2 separate regions of the Arachis hypogaea genome follow, and region 2 is linked to region 1. A link is a contact called in public Hi-C data. All regions are on one chromosome and are shown on one strand. Each heading gives the region's core, a stretch centred on a gene start, on an enhancer-like site or on the middle of the called end of the contact. The rest is flanking DNA. Distances are from core to core; before and after follow the strand shown.

Region 1 (5,316 bases), core at 1,943-4,442:
GAGAGTTTCGTGGGTTTTGTCCTCCCATCTTAGCTTCTTCCTTTCAACTAAACTATTATCCTCTATTCTCTCCCACATTTTCCATAACCAAATAATAGATTATTCTTTTTATTTCCCTACCTTGACTCGAAGGAGCTATTCAATAATCATAATAATAATGTCAAACATCACAAGTTGTGATAGTGGGAGCTTCTCCACAGATAACACTAACAGCAGAGTAGTAGAAGGAGGAGATGCATCACTATTGTTACTTAATAAAAATAAACAGCAATCAGAGTCAGAGATACTTGGTGGTGGTAACTTCCATAGTCCAAATTCTCATTCTTCAACCATCACTACTAATAACAGCAGCAGCAATGCTTCCAACGCAAATTCACAACCACAACCACCACCGCCTCCTAAGAAGAAAAGAAGCCTACCAGGAAATCCAGGTTTTTTTTCTTTTCTTTTCTTTTCTTTTCTAACAAAATAAATAAACCCCCATCTTCATCATCATCATTACAAGATTATTATTATTATTATTTTTCTTGTTTTAGACATACAGTAATTAAGTTTGCTTAGCTTCCTGACTACTGGTTTTATATAGTTTAGTTTCTTCATGGTCTGCTGCATATTATTCGTGATTAATTCATCATTATAGTTCTTTAATAAAAGCATTAGCTTAAATAATTAAGGTTAGTTAATTAATCAGTCAAATATGGGCAGCTGCATAATATACTATTAACTATTAATTAAGTTGGTATCTAGCATAAGAAGATATATGTGTTGGATCTCTTAAATAATCCTAATCGGGGACAAAAGGATCTGGGTTATTATCTCTTTAATTTAACCACTTTTTAATTATTTGTATACTCCTAAAAATTGATGAATTATTGGTGGGCGTAACTAGTCGAAGGACCTCAATTATTGCCTGCAGGGATTCACAATCATTGCTACTGCTCACTGTTGACTTTTATTGACTTCTAGCTCTACCTCATCTTTTTCATTTTTTTCTTTTTTTTTTTTAAAAAAGAGAAACTGTCTCCACGAAGTACTATTAAATACCCAGTTTTTTGTCTTAGGCTCTTTATGTGTATATGTTCTTCATGTCATCATTTTTTATGAACACACATAAATATTTAGATTTATTTTAATTTTAATTTTTTACTTATTCATGTGAACAAAGAATTAAGAGAGACACAATATACAATAATTTTATTTTTATTTTGAAATGTATTCAATACAAAAATATGCTTATTTTTTATTTTCAAAATCTTGTCATTTTCTTCTGTTGTAAAGATACTCCATATTTAATATTATTGAAGCAATTTGAAATAGAAAAATAATAATTTTTATGTGGTATATTAAATTTTTTTTTTTACTATTTAAAATTTCTTAATAATTTTTAATATTATAAAATACAAATTAATTATTTTTAAGGCACACGAAAATCATCAATATCACAATTCGAAATTTTTTTAGATAATCTAAAAAAATAATCTTATTTCATTCTATTTAAATTGTAAACATCAGCTATGCCAATTATTTTTACTTTCAAAATTAAAATTTCAAATTAAAAAAAATCCACCCATCTATATATTTCCAAAATTGTTGATATATCACGAGTTATAAATAAATTAAAAAAAGGTTATATGTAAACCAAAATCAATCCTAAAAAATAAAAAATCATATATATATACACACCCGTGGAACAAAAAATTTCTGAAAAATATTTAAAAAGTTTTCGGGTGAAAACTTTAAAGTTCAGTTAACTAACTCATTTGAAGTTGATAGCTGATAATTATTAAATAATTTTACATATTTAACTAAATTATTATTTAATAGTTCTTAATTATTTACTTCATATAAAATTAAGTGTATCTGAATTTTTACTTTTAGATATTTATGCATAAAGATTATCCAAAAGCAGGGTTAAGTAAGTGCATTGTTCACATGCAGATCCAAGTGCTGAAGTGATAGCTCTATCGCCAAACACGCTGGTGACTACAAACCGGTTCATATGTGAGATCTGCAACAAAGGTTTCCAAAGGGATCAGAACCTTCAACTTCACCGGAGAGGGCATAACCTGCCATGGAAGCTGAAACAGAGAAGCAGCAGCGAAGTGCGGAAAAGGGTGTACGTGTGTCCCGAAGCGTCGTGTGTCCACCACAATCCTGCTCGAGCACTGGGAGACCTCACCGGAATCAAGAAGCACTTCAGCAGAAAGCACGGCGACAAGAAGTGGAAATGTGACAAATGCAACAAGAAATACGCCGTTCAATCTGACTGGAAAGCTCATTCCAAAATCTGTGGTACCAAAGAATACAAATGTGACTGCGGCACCGTCTTTTCCAGGTATTTAAATTAAATTTCATCTTTTCGGAGTGTGATTTATTTTAAAATAGCACTTTATATTATATTTTTATTGAATTATGGTCACATTTTATGGTAAAATATAAAAGTATTATTCCATTATACTAATCCTTCTAACCAATTTAATTATCTATAAAATATATATTAAAATATAAAATAAATATAAAAAACAAATATATAATTTATTTATATTTTGATAGTTGATTTTTAATATGCAAATAATATATTTTTAACCAATACATACGAAGACAACTACTTATACAAAAATGTAGATATATGTAAAAATAATAGTTTACACATCAATGCTTATTATGAATTTATTATTTGGGTAAGCTTTAAAAAAATATTCTTTTAAAAATTAAAATTATTTTTTAATTTTTATTTATCTATTATGTTTTAGATATAATAATATAATATAAAAATATTTTTCATTTATTTATTGCTTAAAGCATTTTTTACTTAAAAAAAATGCCAAAAGCAGACTGAAATGTTAAAATTTTTTTATTTTTTTATTTTTTGGTTTTATAATCAAATAACATCCAAACACTAGTCCATGATATGAAATTATTTAATTATTTTGATTTGTGTGTGCAGAAGAGATAGCTTCATAACCCACAGAGCTTTCTGTGACGCACTGGCTGATGAGAATAACAAAGTGAACAATGAAGGAGGAGTACTAGGACATTTTCCAAAGATAGGTTCCAACTTATTGCAACCATTAATCCCAAACCTAGTTGCATCATTACCAATCACTCGCAATAACAGTAGTAGTAATAATAGTAACCCACACATTATTTCTACTTCCGAATTCAAGCAGCATCCATCATTCCCTCATGAACTCGTGCCAATGTCAATGCCTGAACAGAAACCCTTCATCAACACCACCACAACCACCAACAACCACCTAATAAACCCTTCATCACTGCCCTCTCTTCAACTGAACTCACCACATTCTCCGCTAAACATGTTCGATGAGAGTGGTGGGGTCCATTTAGCTGCAGGGTTACCTCACATGTCCGCCACGGCATTGCTTCAAAAAGCTGCACAAATGGGTGCAACAAGCGTGAGCAATAATAACAATAACACTAGCATGGCACCCCCGTCATTTGCTTCTTCCAATAATGGGATCATCATGGAACACTTCATGCACAATGCTCATCCTCAACACGATAATATTTCATCGTCTCAGTTTAATAATAACAATAATTTCAACGGGAGCGTTGGAATGAACGGTGTGGAAATGTTTAATGCTATATTGGATCAAAGTAAGGCCTTAGCCAAGATCATTGATCAGAACAACAGAAGCAGTGGATTCAGTATCCCCCCGGTGAGTGGTAGGAGTAGTAGCACCATTAATATTGGTGGAGCTAAGGGAAGTGAGGATGTAATGACTCTCGACTTTCTGGGAATCGGAGCGGGAGGTGCTGGTGGTGGTGGCGGCGCCGGAGATGGTGGTGCCCATGGATACTTTGGTATTGGTCCCTTAGCGTAAGACGTTAGTGTTCATCAATAATGTATGTGTATTATGTCTGCGCCATAATTTCTTCTTAATTTTAGGAATAATTACTTGTCCACGGTTAATTAGTTCAATTGTGTACACTTCGATATTATTGTAACATTATTTTCAGTCCTTAATTCATTCCCTTTGTTGACATATATTATTGCCGCCTCATTAGATGATGTTGGTACAGATTAAAATGCGCGCGTCTAATAAAGTTCTTATGTCCTGATGAATATAATTGCAGAACTAATGGTAACACAATGCAACAAAACCTAAACACATACCGCATGTTAATAATTTAAATTTTTTTAAAAGAGGAGTGCTAGGGCCAGCACTTTTATTAAATTCTGGTCGGCACTTAACCATCAAAAAGAAATTGAATGATTCTACATCATTAGATGCAATCTCGGACCATTAAAAACATAATTGATGACTAATTGATGACTAAAAATCACATAATCTACTAGCCACCTAGACTTTTTCTTTTTAAAAATATCTTCGCCATAAAATAATATGAAAAAATCTAAGTAGCCAAATTATTTTTAAATACTTTTTATTAAGTAAAAACTAAGAAGTATTGCACTCTTGTAATTAAATAAAGTTTATTATTTTGGATTTTATAATAAAAAGGGTGGGAGAGAGTATTACAACAAAATAACCAAAATACAAAGATAACAAAAGATCCTCCACTCTGTTATCATCCGCAAACTCACTGAGATGAGTTGCGATCTACATCTAAAAAATAACAACAACATATGGTATGAGAACCGGAGGTTCTCAATATGGTAATCGGGGGTTCTCAGTATGGTAACAATGCCCAATATGTAAGATATAACGTTCCGAGATGCCAAAGGCAATTCTAAAACTTCACATCAAAAACAGATATTCAAGCCTTAACGAAAATAAATAACTTAAACCATAAACCATAAATAGGGTTATCTAAACTTAGGAAATTTTTAACTAATACTAATCATACCGCTGTATTCCACGGCCTTCGCCAACCTAACCTCCATGCGATCCCATCACCACTGCATCCTGATCCTCTTTAACGCCAGAAAACACATTTAATGCCAACAAATAAAGCACAAATAATATTCATGTATAACAGATAAGTCAATTAGCATTTAGACATATTAATCAAATAGGCATAACCCAAATAATCAAAACAAACAAGTAGATAGAAGATGCATATGACAAATGTCTATCCTATTTTGGCTCGTGATATCACTTGTCGGTTCAAAATGCCAATCTGACACACCTCCGATGGTGTTGCCTTTCTGCCACAACCAGGGATATAGTGCCATACTCACTCTTACTTTATCTTGCGCCTCGCGAGTTATAGTGTCAGACACACTCTTTCGGGTTATAGTACCCGAGTTCACTCTGGCAGCAGAAAGGTTATGTGAGCGGAAGACTACTATAGCCCTCACATCTCAACGTAGGCGGAAAACTACCTCGACCC
Region 2 (5,487 bases), core at 1,808-4,307, 60 kb before region 1:
CATTAGAATGAAATCCATTGCACTGAGCACTCCAACAAACTGGCTCCTGCAATAATCCCATAGAGGAGCAATAGCTATGCCCTGAAAAAAGATTCTTCTACAACTGGTAAAACTCGGCCGACAGATGATATGCATTCATGGGCATGGGTGTGTTCATGCAAAGAGAAAAATACCTGTTCATAAAGCACATGAAATGCTTGCTTAACTGGTAAATTTATATCCAAGGCAACTACCTGCAATATAAATAAAACTACAAATGAGCTGAAGTCAATTTCTATAGCTCTTACTAAATGATGACATAAGAATATAGAGAACAGAAAAGTATTCAAACCTTCCCTGAATCTGGAAGTAACTCGTAAGCAGTATGTGTAGACAAGAATTCAGATACACGGTGGCGAGAGACCTCAAGATCAGAATCTGACATACTTGGATTAGCCTCCTGGTAAATTTCTCAAGTCAAATAGTTTCTTTAGTGTAACCTAAGCCCTAAAGTTTGACACTACAAGGACTACGGAATAAAACTGGACATCATGTATAATGAGATAGGATATAGAAAAAGGAGGAAGATGTTTCACTTCCGAGCCAAAAAGAAGATATAAGAAACATAATATGATCTAAGAATTCAGCAAGAATTATATTTGCCTCTTTTGATGGATTTCTTTCCCAATGCCACCATGTTATAAAGAAAAGAAGTCACTTTAGAGTAACAGACCATCTGTATTTGTTCTAACTAGCTGATAAACTTCACCATAGGATAAAATATGGCCTTAGCAACAGGGGTTTACAATCATGGATATTCATTTGGGAGTTCGTTCATGATTATTATATATTTCCAGATGTTTCCAGCTCAATTTTTCTTATACTAGTTTGGAAGGGGACAGGCAGGTAGCTCCTCAGAAGAGCAATTTGTGATAATTATCTCCAATCTATAGATTTAAATTATAGCTGTCTTTCCCATATTCCCCCCCTCTTCCGTCAGAATTAGACATAACTTCTTCAAAATTCATTTTAACTTACAAGTAGGTTTCAAGCTGACACTAACAGGGACACAAAACATGCATTTATTTTTCTAGAAGGAAAGCAACTCTTGAAAACCAGTGATGATCAGACTAACTTTAAAGACCAATCAGATAGTCACTCTCACAAGCCAGGCTGTTAAAAGGGGAGAGACTCTACTTAAACACAGTTCCTTAATATGGCTAACGTTGGACTCACACTCCTATGTTAGTTAGAAACTTAGAATACTATCCAATAATTAAATTACAATGCCAAAACAGGACAAAAGTAAGAAGTGAGGACTTACCACATGCCCAAAGATAACACTATCAACCTCCATGTGAGATCTACCAGGTGTTTCAGAACTCAAAATGGTGTGCATATCTGGTTCTCGCCCTAAATAAATAGTATTAACTACTCCATAGTTCCCACTTACAACTGGTTGCTGCTCATCGTGGCGCCACTCACCATCGACATTAAATTTGTACTGCACATTGTTGGAAAGAATATTAGCCGTGTCAGCTTGAATCAGATATACATTCCATATTATGTTAAGAATTAGATATTAGATATATTTCACTATATTTCCCCATTGGGGAAAGACAACTCATGTGCCTTATTTGAAGCCTCTGTCAACTTTTACCCATACATACAGTCATAAAGTGATTAACAAAACTCATAAAGAAACCTTGTCTGTTTCAGCCTGTTCTAAGTTAAGCTTAATCCCAAAAGGTTTAACAACAATTCACTGACAATGACAGGCACATTCCTCCTTCTTTTTTTTTTGTCGTCCTCACAACTTGAGTAAACAAAACTGAATGATCTCATTCACCTACTCTGATCTTCAAGGATAATGAGGTTCAAATAACCTAATTTTCATTAGTAAATGTTTCAGCATATTAAAATTATTTCCTCAAGCTTTCGATATTCAAAGGGGACAAATAACCTGATGATATCCAGGCATTAAAGGGCAAGTAACTTGAAAGACTGAAGGGCATCCCTCCATAGGAGACATTAGTATATGTTCTGACCATCTGCGAATAAACAATTCAACCTTAGTAAATTAATTCTCCCACATAAATAAGAAACTGGAAAAAATTAAAGGAATTAGAAAAAAAAGAGAGAACCCTTAGAATACAAACACAAGCACATTCTCACATCTACCATGTAGCATGTTGAATAACAAAGAACTAGTCTAGTAGCAATAAAGAATTTGATAATACATGTACCTACCTCGTGAAAGAACCACTTAGATATACCCTTTTTCCCCCATAAGGCCAAACAAACCGCTTTGGAATCAAAATGGGTCCTGACACTCCACTACCCTCAAATCCTGTTTCAGCTACTGGAGCAAACATTTCCTCTGAAATTCGACACCCCACAATTCAAAAGCACTCTCCAAAGCCACAAAAAGCTATATCAAAATCACTTCTCTGCCACGGGTATCCTCCACAGCAGAGCAGAGGAACCCTCCCCTTAATTCTCAAACATGCAGTGTAGTGTACCTTCACAATCACCACCACCACCCCTTCAGACCCACTAAACCCAGAGGGCTGTAAATCAAAACTCCGTGATCGATGATAATTAAGCACCTGAAAAATCAACGAATTACGTCAACATAATAATAATAATAATAATAATAATAATAATAATAATAATAATAAATTTTAAGTTATCCAAAGTTCCACCATTCAATGGGCACAGTTTTCAGAAGTTGTGCACAATTTGGATTAGCCCATCCCAGATAATAGATTTTTTATTCCAAAAAAAAAAGTGAAATTTTACCACGAGATTCGAAGCAGCGGAGGTCCTGAAATTGGGTCCGAAAGCAATCTAGGATGTTAGTAAAGAAGGGGATTTAGGTCAAAAGCAGTGTAGAGAAAAAAGAGAATAGAAAATCAAAGGGATTGAGAAATTGGCATTTGAGGGAGGGAATTGGAATTGTGGGTTGAGAGAGAGAGAGAGAGAGAGAGAATGAGACTGGAAAAATGGATGAAGCAGCGTAGGTGAGAGAGAGAGAGAGAGGAAAACGAGAGAATGCATTAATTAATTAATAAAGCTACTAATAATAATTAATTAGTTAGTTAGTTAATTAAGTGTAGTTAATTAAGGTGGCAGGCAGGGCCTTTGGCAGCAGACACAAAACAAAGGCCAAAAATTAATACATTGGGGCAGTAATTATGCTTTGTCATGGTAATTAAGAACCATAGGCAGGTAGACATGGAATCTTAATAGGGTTAAAGCTACTTTGTTCAACTATCAATAACTATTTTTTAAAACTTTAGTACATATGTTAAAAAATTATTAAAATCATATAAATATAAAAAAATATTAATTTTTATATTTTTTTAGTGTAAAATAGTTTTACACGTGTATTTAATTATGTAATATCACATTAGTAAAAATAACTCTTTTTTATATTAAATACACGAATAGCCATAAAAAAATTATTGTGATTGTACGATTATGTAAAACATGCAATTGTTTTCGTGTGAAGTTAATAATTGAGAGTCATTAGATAACAATTTAATCAAACCTATCAAATTATCTCATGACTCTTAGCTTTTAATGTCACATGAAAATAACTACATGTGAGTTTTCACCGTAAAATATATTACATGGTCAATATATCAACGACTCCGTTAGGAAACCAAATAGCGGGTACCAATTAGAGCCAACTAGCAGTTAATTTTTTTTTTTTTTTGGTAAAAACATGAATTCAAACTATTATAAAGAAAACATCCAAAATCTAAAAAATAAAACATCTATCCCAATAATAACAAACATCCAAATTATTTTATAAAGTCCAAAATATATTTTAAATATTCAAATTTATTTTTAAAATTCCAAAATTCATTTAAAAAAGAGATATCCAAAAATTATTTAAAATTTATTTGGAGAGAACGTCAATTCAAATTATCATGAAAAATATTCAAAATCTAATAAAAAATTAAAAATCTAAAATTATTTTTAAAATTTATTTTTAAAAACCAAAACCTAACAAAACGAGACATCCAAAAGTATTAGAAAAAACATCCAAAATTAGAAAAAGAAACATATATAACTATAAAAAAAATCCAACACCTAAGACAAAAAAAAAAATTCAAAATGAAGAAGAAGAAGGTGGCAACGACAAATGCAGGGTGAAGAAGAAGTGGTGACAGACGCGATGAAAAGAAGAAGCGTCGGTTTGGCCTTTGAGAAGATCATCGATGGAGAGAGATGCGTCAATGCTGAGATCACGTTCGACGGCAATGCGTTCCTCGGATCCGCTGGATTCCGCAGTGGACGGCGTTCTGGTTGGCGTAAATGTTGTGTGTGGTGGACGCTCCTGCATCCGATATAAAAGGTGTTGCATTTAGCGTTCGGTAGTCACGGCAATCGGCAACAAACGGTGATGATCGGCAACGTCAACCTCGCAACGGAAGGTGTTGCATTGAAAGGTGATCAGTAGTCCTTGGAGAGTGGTGACTATGAAAAGAGATCATAAAGGTGACAATACGATACGAGATAAGAATTGGAGCAGTTATTTTTTTACTTAGTACTCTGAATATGTGTGAATGTGAAACTAGATTGCCAACTTTAGTGATTTTTTTTAATTTTTTATTTTTTTAAAAATTTGAATTAGAAGAGAGTTGACTTGTGTTGGTTTATGACCCGATTGGTTTTTCATATTTTTTCATATATCAAAATTAAGTTCATAACAAAAATATATTATTTTAAGTGTTGGTATATCATATAAAAAAATAGAGTTAAATGTCAAAACTGACATGCAATAATTTGATAAGAATTTGTTAAAGTGACAGTGTCTCATGATATTAGAGAGGTTTAAATCTAATTCAATACAAATAAAAAAAATTAAAACTACTAATTTAAATTTGATTAGAGTATATTTTTTCAAATATAATGGATTTAATTAAACTTATTCTTAAATAGTATTTTATAAATGTAAATAAAATCTGTTTAGCGAGTAGACAGATAAATCCTTGTAGCTAATGGATAAATTAGTCTATGTAGTCATTCACAAAACGTTGTATTTTCTCTCTCAATTCTTTGTTTATGTTGTGTCCCAAAATCCTACCTTGTTCAAATTCTAAAATTATCCTGTTCTAATGACCATTAGTAAGAAGTTTAGATGCATCCAGTTGCAATTAAGAAAGATTCAACCATGGAGAATTACTTGTCTTTTGAGATATTTGTTGGGTTATTTACTTTGAAAACCAATTGAATTAAAGAGTAGAGAGAGATCGCATGAAATTTCAACAATTCAAGTTCTATAAAAGAAATAAACACAACTAATTTACTACTCTTCCAGCCTCCAACATTTTCTTCCTCTTTCTCTTTAGCGGCATGATCATCAGAATTATTATCGGCTACACTGCTTTCATGGCAATCTCGGCATTAGTTTGTCACCTCTAGTAGCGAAAGAAGATAGAGGAGCAAGAAAAAGAGATCGAGAATTAGGAACTCGACTACTGGCACCACAAATTC

Evidence for each region. A called contact is a pair of places that touch in the nucleus more often than the background predicts.
Region 2: a Hi-C map of an unstated tissue shows a contact between it and region 1, with 3 times the contacts expected there. The contact joins the promoter of LOC112758117 here to the enhancer-like site in region 1. A contact is called at or near these places in 3 of 8 Hi-C or Micro-C datasets (leaf and an unstated tissue).

Annotation. Positions count from the first base shown.
Region 1 is chr16:17,076,572-17,081,887 of arahy.Tifrunner.gnm2.J5K5, reverse strand. It overlaps LOC112758114 (protein indeterminate-domain 7), which reads left to right. Exons shown (of 3, transcript XM_025806699.3): 1 at 1-431; 2 at 1,939-2,335; 3 at 2,948-4,009. The coding sequence starts at 158. The coding sequence ends at 3,845. Among protein-coding and RNA genes, the nearest start is that of LOC112758114, 2.7 kb to the left of the region's middle. Within about 2 kb of position 3,192, at least 1 of the 3 cell types and tissues checked has open chromatin away from gene starts, as enhancers often do.
Region 2 is chr16:17,136,244-17,141,730 of arahy.Tifrunner.gnm2.J5K5, reverse strand. It overlaps LOC112758117 (sucrose nonfermenting 4-like protein), which reads right to left and starts at 3,057. Exons shown (of 14, transcript XM_025806703.3): 1 at 2,782-3,057; 2 at 2,230-2,588; 3 at 1,943-2,030; 4 at 1,304-1,483; 5 at 332-439; 6 at 174-233; 7 at 1-81. The coding sequence starts at 2,354.